3 separate regions of the Sus scrofa genome follow, and regions 1 and 3 are each linked to region 2. A link is a contact called in public HiChIP or PLAC-seq data. All regions are on one chromosome and are shown on one strand. The core of a region is the stretch at or near the end of the contact, and the rest is flanking DNA. Distances in the headings are between cores, read along the strand shown.

Region 1 (4,360 bases), core at 1,032-3,531, 230 kb before region 2:
CAGTCCAAGAAGATGGTATATCTTTCCACTGTTTGTGTCCTCTTCAATTTCTTTCCTTGGCATCTGATAGTTTTCAGAGTACAGGTCTTTTGCCTCCTAAGCACGTCTATGCCTGGGTATTTTATTCTTTTTTGATAAATGGTAAATGGGATTGTTTCCTTAGTTTCTATTTCTGATATCTCATTGTTAGTGCTAGATTTCTGTATGTTAATTTTGTGTACAGCAACTTGGCCAAATTCACTAATGAGCTGCAGTAGTTTTCTGGTAACATCTTCTCCATGTCATCTGCAAAGAGTGACAGGTTTACTTCTTTTCCAATTTGGATTCCTTTTTTTTTTTTTTTTTTTTCTTCTCTGATTGCTGTGGCAAGGACTTCCAAAACTATGCTGAATGAAAGTGATGAGATTGAGCACCCTTGTCTTATTCCTTATAGGAAATGCTTTCATCTTTTCACCACTGAGTATAATATTAGCTATGGGTTTATCATATACTGTCTTTACTATGTTGAGGTATGTTCCCTCTACATCCACTTTCTGAAGAGTTTTTATCATAAATAGATGTTTAACTTCATCAAAAACTTCTTCTGCATCTATTGAGATGTTCATATGGTTTTTATTCTTCAATTTGTTAATGTGCTGATTCATAATGACTTGAAGGTATTGAAAAATCCTTGCATTCCCTGGGATAAATCCCACTTTATCATGGTGTAGGATCCTTTTAATGTACTGTTGGAGTCGATGTGTTTTTTTTTTTTTTTTTTTTTTTTCTTTTTGGGCCATCCTATGGAGTTCCAGGACGCAACGTGAGCTGGAGCTGCAACCTATGCCACGGCTGTGGCCACCCACTGCACCAGGCCGGGGATCAAACCCACATCCTTACCACTGCAGAGACACTGTCAACCCCACTGCACCACAGTGGGAACTCCGATTAGTTAGTATTTTGTTGAGGATTTTTGCATCTATGTTCATCAGTGATCCTGGTCTATGATTTTCTTTTTTTTTTTGTGATACTTTTGTCTGGTGTTGATATCAAAGTGATGGGGGCCTCACACAATTACTTTGGAGGTCCTCCTTCCTCTGCAATATTGTGGAATAGTTTCAGAAGGATGGGAGTGTGTGCACACACAATGAGAACATTTTCTTCCCAAACTGAACATGCCAGCTGTTCTCTAAGATACAGTTCATCTTCTCACTCTAAATACTCTCTCTGAAAGTTGACTGTATTTCACACACACACACACACACATACACACACATCCACCTCTCTTCAATTTTCAACCCCTCTTTGCAGCTGCTTCCTAGATATCCCTAATTTGGATGTTCCTCGGGACCTTCAAACTCAACATGTCTGAAACAGCACATTCTCTATCTCCCTTCTCTGCTCCAAATTCGTGTTTCCTCTCTATAATCCAAAATTGGTTTCTGGTAATAATATCCACCTAGAAAGAAGACCTAGAAAATGGGATCATTTCACCCTGTTTCTCCTCCTCACGACCCCATCCAAATGTTGCCAAATCCTTCTGGTATCACCCCTCCTGTTCACCTTTTCTCTCTATTCCCAGAGGCTGCCCAGTGGTCGGCCCGCACGACGGCCACAAAAAAGCCAGCAGCGAGCTCTTGAAGTTTGCAGTGTTTTCCCCTCCAAACCTTATGGTGAACAAAAACTAGAGTAATCTTCCTTGTCATTAAACACGTGCTAACTGCTTCATCCATACACAGTTTCATCGAGTCTCACTGCTCCCTCCTGTCTCCTACAACCTCCAAATCCCCCATGCCAGGTACATGCCCCCTCCCTCAATGCTCTTCACACCATTTCTGGGCTCAAGGGGTCTGTTCCTCTTCCTGATGACTCTTTCACTTTTCTACCTTAAGTTAACCTTCCTATGAACCCCTCCTGCTGCAGCATAATTAACCATTCCATTCCCTGCCCTTCCAAAGGACTTTGGTCATGCTCCTAGCATACTGTGTTATCACTAGCAGTTAATTCTTGTTCCTCCTATTATTAAGTAGCGAAGCGGTGAGATCTCGGGCTGATTCGTGCTTGTTTTTCCACTTTCGACACCAGGTACATAGTTGGACTCCGTACGTGTTTGTTCAACTAACATCCCGTCTACCATTTTCCAGGCAAGCCTATACAACCCGTTTTCATTTAGTCATCCATTGCGGCCTCTCAGGAAATGTTCTAAGCCTGAAATCATTCTCATCTAAGCCACTCTGGTCGCTTCCTCCTTTTCTTGGAATGCTACCTCCCCTACAAATCTTTTCCAACTTCAACTATCTGAAAGACAGCTGGTCATTTTCTTCCTCTTTTAGCCTCCTGCCAACTCCCTAATCCCTTCGTTTACCACACTTGGCACAGTAGATACATTTTGTTTTACAAATGTAGACCTAGCAACTCCAGATCACGCATGCAGCCCTCTCAACTCCACATCATGTGTGCAGACCATGAGAGGGCAACGTCAAGAAAGAGCTTTTGGAACTAGGTGAGCGTCTTCGGATGAGCACCCTCCTCTTCTGATGGTCCCGTGGGCTCCTGTTAGGCTTGAAGATCTCGGCGGCGTTTACTCTGACAGCTTTGAAACTCTTATGAGCAAAGGTCACATTGTTTTTTATGCTGCAGTTGTCTTCCACTGTCTGGTCACCAGAGTGTCTCTCATACAAAAATAGCACCGTCACTGGTGGTTAAGTCTTTCAGGCCTTTCTCACCAATGCTCCTTTAAGAAAGAAACTTTATCTTTTCTTCTCCTTTCCATCAACGGTGCTACAAAGACTTATTCAATTAAAAGTAAAAGGAAGTAGCAACATCTCTTTCCATTCAGTTCAAAGATAGTAAGATGCAGAAGTTTCTGAGAAGAGACACTTCCAGTGTTATACACACCACGCAATCAAAAGACAACAGGCAAATCTAACAACAACATGTGTTACAAGCCAGTGGTGAGTGTCCAAAGAGATTTCCCCATAGAAATACTAGAACAATGGACATGTCTGACAAATAGCCTAGTAGCCTACATTTTGTAGAAATGACCACTTCACCTAAATTGAATGTAAAAAATTTGTTGGGTACCTTTGCTTATAGGCCTATTAACAACACACTCTGATGACACCAAGTACACATTAATAAAACCACATCTAACATTTACTGACTGCCTACTATGCACCTGGTTATGGTGCTAGGCATTTAAATGGACTATCTCATTTAATCCTCACAACCGCCCTTGGACATGGGTACTTTTAAAAATGAGACAACTGAGGCTAGGAGGGTTTATGTGATGTTTCCAAGTGACACAGCTAACAAGTGGTCCAGAGTCAAAATGCAAAGCCAAGTATCTTTGTCTCCAGAATCTGCCCTCTGAACTGCTCTATTGAAGTTCGTATTAAAGCAAATTTGATGGAGCAATAAAGTAACTGGCTTACATACACACTTTTTTTTTTTTTTTTTTTTTTTTTTTTTTTGCTTTTTAGGGCCATACCCATGGCATATGGAAGTTCCCAGGCTAGGGGTCGAATTGGAGCTACAGCCACCGGCCTACACCACAGCCAAAGCCACACGGGATCTGAACCGCATCTGCAACCTACACCACAGCTCATGACAATGCCAGACCCTTAACCCACTGAGTGAGGCCAGGGATTGACCCCGAGTCCTCATAAATACTAGTCAGATTCATTTCCACTGTGCCACTACAGGAACTCCTAGACACTTTTTAATCTAATGAAGTAACAGAATATGAAGTTTTAATTTCCTCTTTTTTCTTCCTTTCTAACTAACAAATGCGAAGGTAAAGAAGCTCCACTCTGGGTATGGACTTCTCTGAGGAGCACCTCAGAGCAACTCAGAAAAGTGGTAGTTATTATTACAACAGTGGAAAAAATAATATAAGAAGGAAATTGTTAAAAAAATTTTACATATATACATAAAACATTTTAACTTAAAACAAATGTACATTAATTCACTAATTTCTTTTCTTTTCTTTCTTTTTTTTTTTTTTTTTTTTTTTTTGCCTTTTAGGGCCATACCTGCAGCACATGGAAGTTCCCAGGCTAGGGGTCGAATCGGAGCTGCTGCCCACACGGTTCAAACCTCAGTTGTTCAAGGGTTGACTGTTTCACACCTGACCACAGAATTGAAGTTGGGCCAGGAAGGAAGGACAGATGTCATGGGGATGCAGGACAGAGCAAAGGCGGCTGGAGGGGCTCCAGGAGTGGGGGCGGTGTGAGAGAGGGAGCTGCAGGGAAGGAGGCGGGTCCTGGAGTGGGTTTGGGGGGCGGTGAGGGCAGGGCTGTGGTTCTGGGCAATGGCAGAGACCAGACCGGGCTCCTGGGAGTAAGTGCTTAAGGTGAGGAGTCCAGAGCACTCAGAGGCC
Region 2 (5,041 bases), core at 1,711-4,210:
CCTAGTCAAGATCACGCATTCCATCCCCGTGGATATCAGGTTATTTTCCAGGGAAGCTAGATTGCTGATGTTTGGCCACAAACCATGTGTTCACAGGAGTCCAGGGAAAATGGTAGGTGAGGCAAGAGTGTAGGCTGATCAATGAATATTTACTCTCTCACTAGAAAAAGCCATCGAAGGTGTAACTTAAAGGTTGTTCCCTGGTGCCAAATGCTGCTTCACTCTTGCCTGAATACTCATGGAGCCTCTTCTATCGGCCAGGCTGGGTCTTCAGCATGACAGACAGGAGCGCTCCTCATAAAGCAACGTGCTCTTGGAGGAAATGGACAAGGAATCACAGCTGTGATTGCTAATGAGTGTTCTGAGCCATACGTGGTAGGTGGGGACCTCGGAGCTTCTGCATTGTGCTCCTACAGTTTGAGCCCCCACACAAAGTTGTCCAGCTGAGGGATCCGGCAGGCACTGAAGTCTAAACACTTGAATCCACAGTTTTAAATTAGAATCACTCAGAGTTCCTGTCATGGCTCAGTGGTTGACGAATCCAACTAGGAGCCATGGGGTTGCGGGTTCGATCCCTGGCCTTGCTCAGTGGGTTAAGGATCCAGCGTTGCCGTGAGCTGTGGTGTGGGTCGCAGACGTGGCTTGGATCCTGAGTTGCTGTGGCTCTGGCATAGGCTGGTGGCTACAGCTCCGATTCGACCCCCAGCACCCTGGGAACCTCCATATGTTGCAGGTGTGGCCCTGGAAAAGGAAAAAAGACAAAAAGACCAAAAAAAAAAAATTCCATCTCTTTGGTTATAACATGATGGAAGATAGTATGGGAAAAAAAGAATATATATATATATATATATATATATATATATATATATATATGCCTGGGTCACTTTGCTGTACAGCATAAATTAAGTCCATCCCTTCAGGTGGTGCCTTTTGCAGCATCCGCAGCCCCAGCCCCATGTTGCAGTGACTGCTCTGTAAGTTTTGGACAAAGTCTCTCCTGTAGGTGGGGGCCAGCTGAACGACAGAGGGGAAGAAGAATGATCCAGACAGAGATGCCCAAGGTCCCACCTCTGGGAAGGCCTTTGAGGAAGTGAAAGAAGGTGTTTGTGGCTGGGATGCAGCAAATGGAGCAGCAGGGCTGAGGGCTCCGGCTGGGGCCACGGGCAAGTCCAGATGGTGATGGGCTTTGAAAACCACATTAGGAATTTTGAACTTTACACCAAGAGCGATGGGAAAACTCTGGCTTAATGGAGGGAGTAACTTCAACTAAGCTTCAACGAAACTCTCATTTTCTCCTTTTGTCTAATTCTAGTCAAAACCCCTAGTCTTTTTTTTTTTTTTTTTTTTTTTTAATTTTATTTTCCCACTGTACAGCAAGGGGGTCAGGTTATCCTTACATGTATACATTACAATTACAGTTTTTCCCCCACCATTTCTTCTGTTGCAACATGAGTATCTAGACATAGTTCTCAATGCTATTCAGTGGGATCTCCTTGTAAATCTATTCTAGGTTGTGACTGATAAGCCCAAGCTCCCGATCCCTTCCACTCCCTCCCCCTCCCATCAGGCAGCCACAAGTCTCTTCTCCAAGTCCATGATTTTCTTTTCTGAGGAGATGTTCATTTGTGCTGGATATTAGATTCCAGTTATAAGTGATATCATATGGTATTTGTCTTTGTCTTTCTGGCTCATTTCACTCAGTATGAGATTCTCTAGTTCCATCCATGTTGCTGCAAATGGCATGATGTCATCCTTTTTTATGGCTGAGTAGTATTCCATCGTGTATATATACCACATCTTCCGAATCCAATCCTCTGTCGATGGACATTTGGATTGTTTCCATGTCCTGGCTATTGTGAATAGTGCTGCAATGAACATGCGGGTGCATGTGTCTCTTTTAAGTAGAGCTTTGTCCGGATAGATGCCCAAGAGTGGGATTGCAGGGTCATATGGAAGGTCTATGTATAGATTTCTAAGGTATCTCCAAACTGTTCTCCATAGTGGCTGTACCAGTTTACATTCCCACCAACAGTGCAGGAGGGTTCCCTTTTCTCCACAGCCCCTCCAGCACTTGTTATTTGTGGATTTATGAATGATGGCCATTCTGACTTGTCAAAATCCCTAGTCTTACACTGGGATCCTTCAGATAAGGTGTGGGAAAGAAAGTCCAGACTCACACCTTTGAATTTCTTTGCCATGCTGCTCAACATACACAATATAAAACATGTTTTAAGGGAGTTCCCATTGTGGCTCAGCAGGTTAAGAACCTGAGACAGTCTCCATGATGATGCTGGTTCTATCCCTGGCCTTGCTCAGTGGGTTAAGGATCTGGTGTCGTCACAAGCTTCAGCATTGCAGATGTCACTCAGATCCAGCATTGCTGGGGCTGTGGTGGAGGCCAGCAGCTCCAGCTCTGATTGGACCCCTCGCCTGGAAACATCCATATGCCACAGGTGCGGCCGTGTGAAAAAAAAAGAAAAAGGAAGTTTTAAAACTTAGCCCTTAGTAAGTGAAAGGGATGTGAGGTCTTTGGACTGTGAGAGCAGATGCTGATCATAACTGATTGATTTCAGGTTTGGAAGGAGCACCCAGGCAAGTCCTATGCTAACTCCGAGGACCAATTCCCTCTCTCCCCAGCTACCCTGGGGTCAGCTAGTATTGTCTTCATTGTCAGAAGGAACTGGTTGCTTGTGTTTTTTAAGGCCCAGTCCATATTTTGCCCTTGGCGAGTTCAGGTGGTGTGAAGTTTCTAAGCTAAGAACAACTCAGGAGTGAATATGGAAACATTTTCTTCAAAAAACTGAACAGCTGGATTCAATGTTCGCAAATACTCTGGCTAAAGGATTCATTATTTACATATTTGGTTTTGGAAAGAGACTTCAAAAGAGAGGTAGTAAAAACGGACAACCCGCGAGGATTTTTTAATTGAAGATTAGTAAGAGGGCGCCCTCTGCTGGCTAAACCTGTATAGCGATTAAGAGTTGATGTGCTTCCCTTAAGTTTTTACTGGTGTGGGCAAACGGATCGTTCACAGTTTGTTCATCATTTCAGCTAACAACTCAGATTCTTTTGGAACTGGTCTAGGGGACCTGTAATGCCCAGCCCCAATCACAGGTGTTTCTGTTTCAGTCTTTGGTGGTAGTCTTTCATATTTCTCAAACACAATAGCTCTAAGAATCAGCTCCAGCCAAAACCAGCCCCCAAATACCTACTGCATCTTAGCTCCTTTGTTTCCTTTCTATCTTTTGCCCTCCACCTCCCTTCCTCCTCTCTGCCAGCAAAATAAAATACAGCAAATCTTTGCTCAAAAGAAAGAGCTCCTGATGGAAAGTGAGAAGGAGGGAACAAAACCCTTATCTCTAGCGTATCTTCACCTGGCTGGTGAAGCCTGGGCCCCAGGCTTGGGTTAGGTACTCAAGAAGAGCTGTGAATCCCATTAGCATCTAGTGATGGATTCTGGAACAGGCACCGTGGGAATAGACGATTTGGTGAATGGGAGACCTGAGGCTGCAGAACCGAAGCGGTGGTTACATGGGAGGAGAAAGGGGAATGTATCTGTGAGACTTTTTGTTTGTCAACAATAAGTGTCAGGCTCTGGGTGACACCTGGGACATGCTAATTCTGTTTCTTGCTTTTCCTCTCTACAATTTTTTTTTTTTTTTTGGTCTTTTTTGGCTGCACCCTCAGCATATGGAAATTCCCAGACTAGGGGTCAAAAGGGAGTTGCAGCTGCTGGCCTATGCTACAGCCACAGCAATGCGAGATCAGAGCCTGTGACCCACACTGCAGCATGTGGCAATGCTGGATCTTTAACCCACTAAGTGAGGCCAGGGATCGAACTTGCATCCTCATGGAGACTCTGTCCCGTCCTTAACCCACAGAACCACAATGGGAACAACATTTCACCTGCTTTTCTAAGGCCCCCACTCCTCTCTGCTGCACACAGAGAACCCAGGCCCATCAGCATGGCCACGAGGCAGCTTCTCTTGACCAGTCCTGGGTAAACTTTCTTCTACTCACCTTATTTCTTCTGTTTATGCCTTATTAGGGCACTAACAAATCACTTGACTCACAGATTTACCAAAAGACATTTGTAGGCTTTTATTCTTCTCTAAAATGCCTCCTGACCTTGGCATTTCTATGCTGCTTGATAGTGTTGAGTATTTTTCATGGATGCCTTAAGTTTCCATTTGTTAGACATTGCCTTGTACTTATTTGAAATCTCTCCCTCAGCATAATACAGTATCTTTTATTGGAAATATACTCCCTTAACAGAATAAATCTGTATAAATTAGAAGTTTGGGGCATTCCCTGGTGGCTTAGCAGTTAAGGACCTAGCAGAGTCACTGCTGTGGCTCTGGTCACTCCTGTGGTGCAGGTTCAATCCCTGGCCTGGGAACTTTTGCATGCTGCAGATATGACTAAACATTTTTTAAAAGATAAAAAAAAATTAGTAGTTTGGGATTAAGAAATGGACACCGCTATATATAAAATGGGGAAGCAACAAGGACCTCCTGTATAGCACTGGGAACTATACTCAACACCTTTTAATTACCTATAATGGAAAAGAATCTGAAAAAAGGAAAATAATCTCGAAAAGAATATATTATACACACATATGTAAGAATATATGTGTAAAACGGAATCACTTTACACTTGAAACTAACACAGCACTGTAACTTCTATTTCATTATTTATTTTTTAAAATTTTAATTAAAAAATGAAAAATGAAAAACAGAATACATCTCTAACTGAAATTGGCAAGCCAATTCTAGAGATGTTTTAAAGCAGGGTGTCATTTTAGGGGTTTTAAATTATACCTTAGGTTTTCTCGTATGGTGGCCTGGGTATACTGTTAACCTTTACTAAAGTTTCGTAGATGATAAATTGCTCTACTTCAGTACTGCTGCCAAATTAATTCGTTTGTGGATCTGGCGGTTATTTAAAGAGGGCTCGTGAGGTATGCTGGACTGTGTTCATCCCTGAAGGTGTTTGAAAAGCAGTTTGACAGCTGCCTGTCCATCCCCTTCTGGCTGCCTCC
Region 3 (4,983 bases), core at 955-3,454, 210 kb before region 2:
ACTCGGGATCAGAGCTTCGTCTGCAACCTACACCACAGCTCACGGCAACACCAGATCCTTAACCCACTGAGCAAGGCCAGGGATCGAACCCACAACCCCATGGTTCCTAGTCGGATTCACTGCGCCACATCAGGAACTCCAATTAACCTTCTAAATATCCACATTTACTCACCACCTGAGCGAAGTTCATGATGGAGTTCCCTTGAGGTGCAGTGGGTTAAGGATCTGGCCTTGTCACTGCAGTGGCTCAGATCACTGCTGTGTCTTGGGTTTGATTCCTGGCCAGGGAACTTCCACATGCCATGGACGCAGCCAAAAAAACCTCCAAAAATTAGTTTCATAATACAACCCTCCATTACTACAGAGTTGCTCTCTAGTTTCAATTCTATTTTGGTTTTTGGGGGTTTTTGTTTTTGCTTTTTAGAGCCACAAGTGTGGCATATGAAAGCTCCCATGCTAGGGATCTACTCAAGAGCTACAGCTGCCAGCCTACGCCACAGCCACAGCTACGCTGGATCCTTTAACCCACTGAGTGAGGCCAGGGATTGAACCTGCATCCTCATGGATACTAGCCTGGAACTTAACCTGCTGAACCACAACAGGAACTACCTTTTGTTGCACTGTTTAAACAAGTCTGCTGCATTTTTCAAAAGTATCTTCCCTGACCGGTGTATCTAAACATGGTCTTGCCAACTTAGAACGTCTATAAAATGTACAGCCGTCACACGGCGGTATTTACCACCACCCTGGTCACTGTGAATTACCTTGCGTGTGTGCTGTGACCCCTTACCTCTCTGGCGATTACATGCTGAACTGTCTGTGGCTATGAACTGGGTCGCACCTCCTCTGGAATCACCTCCACATTTAGCACAGTGCCTGGCACATAATTAAACATTTACTGGCTCCTCCCTGGTTACAATGGAGAGCTGTTGATGGACAGAAGCCTTGTGTATTTTTGGCGTTCAAAAGGATTTCCTGATCCCATTCGAAGCCAAGAGTTCTGCTGGCATGCTGGGAGCCAGAACCTTCTTCCTCCTCCTCGACCACAAGGCCCCAGAGGACTCTCAGAGTGAACGGGGCAGCACAGGGCAAGAAAAACATTTCTCTGCTACAAAAGGAAGAAAGGTCCCATTGGCAAATGCTGCTCCGATCATCCAAAAGCCACAGGGAGTCCTCGCTGTGCAGGGAACCTTCCACGAAAGGCAGAGGGAGGAGATTTTTCTCAGTGTCCCTCAGTGGCTCAGGTTTCCATAATGGTCTGGAAGGTTCCTGGCTCAGGGAACCGGGGGCACAGCCCCCAGGAAGCATTAGACCCTGGCTGAGGCTGAAGCGGCTATGGGACGTGCTGGTGGTGACTGTCGGGGGCACAGCCTTACAAGACCAACAGCCTTATGAGACCAACAGGAGGCGACCCTCTGAGTCAAGAGGAAAAGGGAACATGAGTCTGGTCTCTGAAGAATGACTCCAAAGGGTCAAATCAGCCTGACGTGTAACCTGTCTGTGAGTCACTGCACAACTCACTTCTTGGGCTTTCCCTGTGAAGCTCAAGGCTCCTGACCCACACAGCTTCCCCGTGAGCTCTCTTCCATGTGGTCACTCTGGCCAAGGGAATGTGTGTCACAGAGGAAGCCCAGGAGGTGTTCACAAAACGTCTCACCAGGGGCCAGGCCACAGTCGAGCAATGGGGAAGAAAGGGCTCCCTGTTCGGAGTTCCCGTTGTGGCTCAGTAGGTTAAGAACATGACATAGTGTCTGTGAGGATGTGGGTTCAATCCCTGGCCTAGTTCGGTGAGTTAAGGACCCCGTGCTGCTGTGAGCTTCGGCGTAGGGGCTAGATCCCAAGTTGCAGTGGCTGTGAAATAGGCTGGCAGCTGAAGCATGGTTCGACCACCAGCCTGGGAACTTCCATGTGCCACTGGTGAGGCCCCCCCACCCAAAAAAAGGACTCCCTGTTCATCAGCCCAAGGACACTGGGGACCACGGGGGTCCACACGTGGGTTCAGAGACATTTCATGAGCACCTAATGTGAGCTGGACGTGGCGCTAGGTGATGGGGACAGAGGTGACTAAAACAGGCCTTCTCTGGAATTAACTATTTAGTGGGACAAACTTTAACCAAATAATTAGGCAAATAACTCACTAAGTACGGTGGGTGGCCAGAGGAATGTGTGTAACTCAACTTTGCAGGGAGCAGGGAAGGCTTGAGACACAGAGGTGAGGCGGAAAGGAGAGCGCCTCTGGGCTGTAGGTTTAGAGCAGCTGAGGTGAGACTCAAGAGCTCAGAGACACGCAGCTCCCTGAGGGTGCAGAGCGAGTGGCATGCGATGAAGGCACAGAGGGGGGACGGGATGGGGGTGTGTCAGTCACTGCAGGGCCTGGGGAGTCAGTGTAAGGATTCAGAATTTTTCCACAGAGCACTGATGCACATTCAACTGTGGAGTGATGTAATCAAGGCTTCCTTAAAAATAGAAAATATGGCATTCCCGTTGTGGTGCAGCAGAAATGCATCCAACTAGGAACCATGAGGATGCGGGTTCGATCCCTGGCCTCGCTCAATGGGTTAAGGATCTGGTGTTGCCGTGAGCTGTGGTGTAGGTCGCAGATGCAGCTCAGATCCTGCGTTGCTGTGGCTCTGGTGTAGGCCGGTGGCTACAGCTCTGATTAGATCCCTAGCCTGGGAACCTCCATATGCCGCAGGTGTGGCCCTAAAAAGACAAAAAGATGGGGAAAAAAAAAAACCCAAGTCTGATGGTACTTGGTCTGGTTTGCTTCCTGGGGGCTGTGCCCCCGTTCCCTGAGCTGGGGACCTTCTAGACCGTTATGGAAACCTGAGCCTCTGATGGACACCAAGAAAGGTGTCAAGACACTGCTGGAAGGTAGCAAGACAGAGGGTGTGAGAGAGCAGGGAGGAGGCTTCTGGGGCAGGTCCAGAGGGAGGACGCTGCCTTGACGGAGTTGGAAGCAGAAAGCAGAGCAGAGAGGGCAGAAGATCTGGGGCTGAGAGGTGACCGTGTCACCAAGTCTCCAGGGGCTCACCAGGCCACCACAGCAAAGAGCAGACTCATCCTTCCGGCCTGAAGAGCCCGCACCAACTGACTGCACTTACTCTCACTTCTCATTCCTCCCCTTCAGCCCCCTAATGTCTGTGTTCATTCCTGACTTCAAATCCCTTTAGCTAAACCTCCAGGGACCCTTCCCACCCCGATCTGCCTCATCTTTCAAGGTTTTTGCTGTGTTGTTGTTTTGTCTTTTGTCTTTTTAGGGCCACACCCTCGGCATATGGAGGTTCCCAGGCTAGGGGTCTAATTGGAGCTGTAGCCACCAGCCTACGCCAGAGCCACAGCAACGCGGGATCCGAGCCGCGTCTGCAACCTACACCACAGCTCATGGCAACGCTGGATCCTTAACCCACTGAGTGAGGCCAGGGATTGAATCTGCAACCTCACGGTTCCTCGTTGGATTTGTTTCCGCTGTGCCACGACGGGAACTCCTCAAGGTTTAATTAAAATTCTACCACTGCCATTAAACCTTCCCCAATTTTTGCAGGTGACAAGCAGTCGTCCCTTATCACAGATCTATGCACCCTCACATGCTTCTATATTTCATCGACTTTGGATGTGCTGCCCCCAATTCACCACAGGTTCTCCAAGGCTGGGGCCCCACCCACTGAGATCCAGCTGAACGGACAGGCCTGGACCAGGCGTCTCCCCTGAGATACAGATGACACGACTGGGGCAGGGAAAGACTGATGTCACCGCTGTCACCCGGGTGCTTCTGGGCGGCCTGTGCAAAATGTCAGGATGAGGAGCTGGGGAACCGTCTCTAGTCTGGTCTGCAGTGCATCTGTTAAACAAGCACAGACTTGGGTGTTACGTCTGAGGCACTGCAGCTGGGGAGAGACACAGCTGGCTTACCACACTGGCAGGTGGCAACTGCACCAAAGATGGTCCAACTTGGACAACCTCGTGCAAACCGCGGCTGAGACGCAGAGCCAGCCAACACATGGCAACTAGGGGACAACATGGCACCTATTTTTAGTGGCTCTCAGTCACTGCAGCTTTTTAAACACAGAAGAGCCAATTCCTGAATAACTGCAGTGCTCTGACGGACTACTCATGTCAATCTCTTTTAGCAGCTACTATAGGATCTGAAATGGAATGATGGAAGAGTTCTCTTCTTGAGGCACAGGGACAGAAGGCATGGCACATAGGATAAGAGGCCTAACAATGACAACAGCACCCACGGCAGATCTGAAAGCGGGAGGATCAGGTTCTGCTCTGTTCTACCAGGAAGGATGGGGACTGGTTCCATTAAACCAGAGACGCACAGTTATTGCACAGAACTGCCAACGGACTCCACATCCCGGTTACAATGAGCAAAAATGGGTAAAGAGTCAAATACACCTGTATTCTCTCCTGGCTCTAACTGGACTAGCAAATCCAACTCAAAGAAATATGTTTGGCCTCTAGCTACAGCAGACACGAGTCTAAGACCTCGACTGTGTTCAGAGATGAAATGTTTCTCAGAGCCCTTAGCGCTGCACCTGACGCGGAACCCCATGGTGGGCACCTTCCATCATCTTTCAGAGCCAGACCTCAGCACAGACCAGAGTACACGTTTATGGGATGATCCCCCCGTGAAATAATTTCATGCTTAAAAACTGTAATATACAGTAGGTTTTTATACGCTGCTTCTCCCATAACATGTGAGATAAGACTCTGCCTCTGAAATCCACCAAGAGGCTGAGTGAGACCTACCACAAAAAGGACGAGCCTGCTCTGAAACTGGGCAGCCCTGATTCTCAGTCCAGCCTCCTGAGGGAATTCCAGAAGACTCAGGAACTAGAGCAGACAGGGCCCTGGGTACACAGAGAGGACAGGGAGAGGTGGGGAGAGTCACGGGGAAGGGCCCTGTTATTTCCCTCATTTGTAAATGAAAGGGCTGAGGTCTGTGATTCACTTAGGTTTACTGCTACAAGGCTAGTC

The links. HiChIP or PLAC-seq counts read pairs in DNA pulled down with a chosen protein or histone mark.
Region 1: an H3K27ac HiChIP or PLAC-seq map of alveolar macrophages shows a contact between it and region 2. The contact joins two enhancer-like sites. A contact is called at or near these places in 1 of 47 Hi-C or Micro-C datasets (skeletal muscle) and 1 of 2 datasets of contacts at active chromatin or transcription factors (alveolar macrophages).
Region 3: a contact with region 2 is called in an H3K27ac HiChIP or PLAC-seq map of alveolar macrophages. The contact joins two enhancer-like sites. A contact is called at or near these places in 1 of 47 Hi-C or Micro-C datasets (skeletal muscle) and 1 of 2 datasets of contacts at active chromatin or transcription factors (alveolar macrophages).

What each region holds. Positions count from the first base shown.
Region 1 is chr5:59,944,357-59,948,716 of Sscrofa11.1, reverse strand. The region is part of intron 4 of DUSP16 (dual specificity protein phosphatase 16); the gene reads right to left. Among named protein-coding and RNA genes, the nearest start is that of DUSP16, 77 kb to the right of the region's middle. Within about 2 kb of position 2,281, at least 7 of the 83 cell types and tissues checked have an H3K27ac peak or open chromatin away from gene starts, as enhancers often do. A contact at or near this core is called in alveolar macrophages, where this site is marked.
Region 2 is chr5:59,714,885-59,719,925 of Sscrofa11.1, reverse strand. The region is part of intron 1 of LOC110260737 (a long non-coding RNA gene); the gene reads left to right. Among named protein-coding and RNA genes, the nearest start is that of CDKN1B, 18 kb to the left of the region's middle. Within about 2 kb of position 2,960, at least 6 of the 83 cell types and tissues checked have an H3K27ac peak or open chromatin away from gene starts, as enhancers often do. A contact at or near this core is called in alveolar macrophages, where this site is marked.
Region 3 is chr5:59,921,357-59,926,339 of Sscrofa11.1, reverse strand. The region is part of intron 3 of DUSP16 (dual specificity protein phosphatase 16); the gene reads right to left. Among named protein-coding and RNA genes, the nearest start is that of DUSP16, 54 kb to the right of the region's middle. Within about 2 kb of position 2,204, at least 13 of the 83 cell types and tissues checked have an H3K27ac peak or open chromatin away from gene starts, as enhancers often do. A contact at or near this core is called in alveolar macrophages, where this site is marked.